2 separate regions of the Oryctolagus cuniculus genome follow, and region 1 is linked to region 2. Evidence: chromatin contacts called from public Micro-C data. All regions are on one chromosome and are shown on one strand. The core of a region is the stretch at or near the end of the contact, and the rest is flanking DNA. Distances in the headings are between cores, read along the strand shown. Region 1 holds the start of DIAPH3 (diaphanous related formin 3). Region 2 holds the start of TDRD3 (tudor domain containing 3).

Region 1 (2,700 bases), core at 178-2,677, 250 kb after region 2:
AAGCGATCCATGGTTCCTCAAAGTGCATTTTCTCACTTCCTGTGAGTGATAAACTTGTTGTATTATAGGTATTCCTCCTGCCGGACTTTGGCTGGAGGTCAGTGAGACTTCTAACAGCTTTAAATACATTATCTTGTTTAAGCTGAAAATACTCCTATTTTGTGTGTATTACTGTTATTATCCCCCTTTTGCCAGTGAAGACTCAAAGAAAATTCAACATGATCTTCAACATCACAAAGATAGTAAATGGCAGGAGTAACATTTGCATCTTGGTATAATTGTCCACAAGGTATAAGAAATTACTTACAGTTCTCCTGACCTTGCTATTCTTTTGGAAGTATCCCTAAAGATTAGATGCTCTTTGTTGAAAGTGTGGCACAGAAAAATAAAAAATAAAAAAAAGGGTATTCTATGAAGACGTCCTTGGAGCTAAGGCCCATTCTCTGAACTGCTGTGCTAACTCCCCAGAGAAACTGGAGCTGTTTCTTGTACCAAAATCAATACTGCATGTTTAACAGCGTCTTGGCCCACACCACCTCCCTACAGTCACAAGACGTCTATCTTAAGGAGATAGCTTTAAAGGAAAAGATGACTTTTAAAGGTAGGGGGGAGGAAACACTGATGTGTGAAAAAACTGCACTAGCCCAGTAGCTTGACCTTGGGTATACGGTCTACACAACAAATCCCTTTGCATGGTTTCAGTTCAAGGCCCTGCATTCCAAACCTTTGAAGCTTCTTCAATTCTGTGCTCTTGATTCTCTTAGCCTGGAATCTCGTCCCCTCACTCATTTCTGTCCTGCGAAAACCTGAGCATTCTACTTTTGGCCTTCCCAGACTCACTCTTTCCGATTTATTATCTGCTGTTTTTGTTCTCAACGAATTTTGGAGACGGTTGCTGTCATATTTACACTGCTTTGTTATGCGTGTCAGGGTTTGACAACTTTATTTCGCAGTGAGCTCCATAAAGGGCGTTGGCTCATACTAGCTCTGAGTTTTGGTGGCGTCTCTGCCACCCCAGAGTGAGCATTCGGCACTATGGCACGCGGCGGCGACTAGCAACCAGATCGGGAGAGCGTCCTGCTGGAGCCTGGTGGGAGTGCTGCTTCTCTCCCTCCCGGGACCCCCTCAAGTAAAGAGCCTAGAACTCCCTTTCCCAGCGGCTTTTACCCCAAGGCCAGCAAAAGGAGGGTTAGACGATGACTTCACATTTCACCGCTGCGCAAAAGCTGCCTCACAGCCGGTTTCATTTGCCTTCCACTTTTGGAAGAACTCTTCTCCAAATTCCAAATAACTCCAGGCATGTGACTTTCTTGTCAGTTTTCCGCATCTCTTAAATCACACCCCACCCACAGCAGTTAAGGTGACGGCCGGGACCCTCAGGAAGCTGCAGGAGTGAAACATACAGATGGCTCAGCCAGTCACACTTCAGGAAACCCGGAAGGGGCGGAGCCATGGCGTGTCATTGACCAGGAGGCGCGGGATTGGCGGGGTCCTGGGCGGACCCACGGTGGCGGGACTTTTCGGATGTGTTTGGCTGTGGCCCATCTGTAGCGGTTGTTCTGGGCTGGGCTGACGGCGTGGGCGGCGGAACCGGGAAGCCGGATCTGCCTCGGTTCGCTGAGCTGCCCTCAGCGTGTCGGGAAAGATGGAGCGGCACCGGCCGCGGCTGCGCCACCCGGGGCACGCCTCTGTCGCGGGGACTCCCTACCCTTCCTCAGCCTCGCTCCGCAGCTGCCGGGAAAGCAAGATGACGCGCAGGAAGGGACCCCAGCACCCTCCGCCGCCCGGCGGCCCGGAGGAACCTGGGGAGAAACGGCCCAAGTTTGTAAGTGTCGCCCGCAGCTGGGGTGGGGCGGCGTCCGCTCTGTGGAGGGCCTGTGGCTCTGATCTGGGGCGCCTTCAAGCTCTAGACTGCCGGGCGAGGGCCCACAGGGCCTGGGAGAATAACTTTGGTTTTAGGCATCCAGAGCTGCCAGTCTCCTTAGATTGACGACAGGGTTCCGTTCCAGTTGGATCCTGTGACAGATGCACTGGTATTTGTGTTGCCCCGTATTTCTGAGGGTTGATGTGAAAAGCAGTTCTGATACCTAGATGTTGACGCCATTTAGGTGGATATTGCATTTTTTTTTAAGTCGAACTTCTGCCCTATTCCCTGGTGTATGATGGTATAAGACATATCAAACTTTCATATCAAACATATCAACTTTCAGGTCACGGTATTACTTTTACTGCTTAATGTATTAATCTCGTAAGAACTTTTTTAAGATACATACAGTTTTCCAAGTTGAAACGGCTCGTTTTAAAACTTGGCGGGCCATGTGGTCACTGCTAAAGAATGTTTTGTTTAGTTTGGAAAGAAGTCTAAGTATTTCAGACTCGCTGTTCTGGTTTGCTTTTCTCATTTGCTTTAATACTCAAGGGAAGTGTCATAATTAACACCGTGTAAGTCTTCGTGTTGGTATCAACTAGTGAATGGATAGGCAGTGACGGCTGTTTGAGGGTTGGGTGTAAATAAATCATATAGGTAGATTTGGGGTGAGATAAACAGAGTTGAAAATTGAATAGCAATCCCTTTATTTTGCTGAGTATGGAAAATCCTTTTTTGGTGATAGTATGGCATTTGCCTTCTGTGCACAAGTGAAAATTGTGAGGATTTTATTTGTGATTCACAAATTAAGGGAATAATGTTTTGTGAATGAG
Region 2 (2,700 bases), core at 6-2,505:
GTGACTGATCACTCTCTGGAGAAACTTTATTCAGAAAAGCAAATCCAAGTCTCTTAGGCAGTAGCAGCTTCCTGGTTATCTTTCTGATCTAACTGCTAGGTGAACACTCTACTACTTGTACCAGGGTCAGTTCTGCAGAACAGCAGGCGCTTTCCTAACTGCGTCCCATCTCAGCAGCTGTGTGTCTGCAAAGATTTTTCCTATCTTTCAAAACCTATTTCTCTAGGAAGCTCTCCCTCTAGTTGCAAAGCACATTTGTCTGCACAGTTGGTCCCTGTTTTTGTGCTGGACGTTTTTTCAATGCTTCCCTCTCTCTTCTCACTAAGGTAGTAATTTCAGAGACCCGGGGCAGATCTTTTTCATCCTTGATGCTACCCTTCCCTTGATCCCAGGCTGTGCCCATGCAAGCCTGAATCAGACTGAATGTTTACAACCGTAATGGCCGAGATCCACAAAATGCTTATTGGCGCTTGATTATTTTTATTTTTTCATTGCTTTCAGATCCTAAACTCTTGACAAGAAACCCCTTTAGAAATGAAAGCAAACGTCAGTCCTTTCCAGAAAAGTTCTCCGCAGCAGCCCCCGCGAGTTGACAATGCGGTCATTCTCAGCCTCAGAAGTTGTGTGGGAGCCGCCGAGGGCAGCTCCACACTCACTGGTCCACCCTGTCCTGAGAGATACGGAGAACCAAGCGGCGGCTCCGGCAGCCGCACGGGCTGCGCTCCGCTCTCCCCACAACTTCCTGCGGGCCCGTGGCTCCGGCCGCGCTCGCTCCTCCCGCGGCAGCAGCACCCCTCGGAGTGGCGGCGGGCGCCGATCGAGCCGCCGCTCTTCCCCGGAGGCTCGGGCCTGGGCTTCCGCCCGCCGTGCCCGCTCTGCCCGCGCCCCCGGTCTCTCCGCGGGCCCGCCGCCTGCGGCCCAGGCCGCCGCCGCCCCGAGGGGAGCCGGGGTACTCGCTCGGCTCCGCGTGGCGCCGGGGGCGGAGCCGGCTGGAGGGCCCCGGGAGAGGCCGGGGGTGGGCGGCGGCCTCCGCCTACCCCGACACGCACCCCACCGCCCCCAACCCCAACCCTCCTTGGGGCCCCGGCCCGCGCCCGCGGCCCGGCGGCCGGCGGGACTCACCACTTACCATCCCGCCTGGGACAACGCCGCGCCGGGGACCTCGGCCATGGTAGCTGCTTAGGCCGGGGGTGGTGGGGGGCTGGGGTGGGGGTGGGGGGGAGGCCTCCTACTTGAGACCAAAAAAAAAAAAAAAAGAAAAGAAAAGAAAAGAAAAAAAAAAAACTCCTGTGGTCGGCTCTGCAACTGGGCATGCTCAGTGCGGCCGGCGCTTCCGCGTGCAGGTTCCGCTCGCCGCGTTTTCCGAGCGGCCGCCTGGGCCGGCCTGGGTAGGGCTGGGAGGCCGCCGTGCGCCGGGGCGGTGACGGGCCAAACGCGGGCTGGGCGCTGGTTATCGCACGACACGTCTGCTGAAGGACTACAGAGACTTTTGCCGTTCCTCCGTTGCGTTTGTGTTGTATTGGGTCACTTTTCTGAGTCTCACGCCTTTGAAACTGGGGGAGAGGTGCTTTGTAGAGCAGCAAGTAAGGTTCGCGTTTCCAGCGCCAACCGGCGGTCACCTCAGGACAGGAAGTCGCTGGCCGGCCGAGGACCGCTCGGGAAGGAGTGCGTCCAGTTCTGCGCCAGTAGGGCCATGTTTTGTGCAGTGCAAGTGAAAGGTGTACCCCCCACCCCAGCCCATTCTGCGTGCGAGAAAAGTTTCTTTTCCTGTCAAGACTTGCTCCATTCACCGCGCCTCGGGGCCCGCCCAGGCGTAACGGAAACACGGAGGCTACGGGCACTCTCCAGACCCCCACCTCAGATCAGACTGCCCCTGTCAGAGGCCACCGTGGACCCGAGTGGTCAACCCTGGAAAACTGCTTCACTGAGACGATGTGGGGAAATTCGGCCATCGTGTCAGTGCTTGTTTGTCCTGTAGTCCTTTCACCGGGCCTGTCCCAAGGCGGCCCGGCGGACTTGGCACTGGCACCACTAGGCCTCGCTCCACCAGCCTTTTCCTAGTGCCCTGTGCCAGGAGGCCTGAAGCACAGGGGGCGGACCCCCGAGTAGGCATGCGCGGCGCCGGCGCCGAGCGGCGTGCAGGACGCTCCGGTGTGATTGGGCCGCTGAGACCCACGCTGGCCAATCAGAGAGGAGCAGTCGGAAAGGTACGCGGGCCGGGTAGACGCTCCCTAAAAGTTCGCTCCACCCCCTGCCTGGGTCTTTCACTTTGGAGGCCGGGAAAAGGCGCTTCCGAGTGGCGCTGTCCCAAGCCGCTGAGTCCCGGGAGGCGGCTGAATTTCACGTCGCTCCTAGGCTGCCTCATCGAAGGCTAAAACCATAAATACGGGCTTGGCGCAGTCTAAGAAACTGGGCAGAGACGCTTTGGGGACTGGGGAAGAAACTGACAGTGTCAGAAAAGGAGGATGTGCAAATTTTTCTCGTTTTAACTGAGGTGTTTTCGTTTGGCCTTTCCAAAAGTGACAGTGAATCTGATTTTAAATCGGATACTATTAAAATTTGTAAACACATTGCTTAGATAATGTTAACGAAACTTACTTCCAAGGACTTTCAGAATCGGAAGTAACCCCATGCTATTCCCTACAACTTCCTGTAGTATACAATGTTTAGGTTATACGTATGCAACGAAGATGTTTCAAC

The links. A called contact is a pair of places that touch in the nucleus more often than the background predicts.
Region 1: a contact with region 2 is called in a Micro-C map of ear pinna, with 10 times the contacts expected there. The contact joins the promoter of DIAPH3 here to the promoter of TDRD3 in region 2. A contact is called at or near these places in 2 of 6 Hi-C or Micro-C datasets (ear pinna and an unstated tissue).

The regions. Positions count from the first base shown.
Region 1 is chr9:52,554,435-52,557,134 of mOryCun1.1, forward strand. It overlaps DIAPH3 (diaphanous related formin 3), which reads left to right and starts at 1,428. Exons shown (of 27, transcript XM_051850009.2): 1 at 1,428-1,825. The coding sequence starts at 1,646.
Region 2 is chr9:52,305,844-52,308,543 of mOryCun1.1, forward strand. TDRD3 (tudor domain containing 3) reads right to left here and starts at 1,256. Exons shown (of 15, transcript XR_007920946.2): 1 at 1,130-1,256. LOC108177021 (protein enabled-like) reads left to right here. Exons shown (of 3, transcript XM_070048734.1): 1 at 1-2,207. The coding sequence starts at 535. The coding sequence ends at 1,236.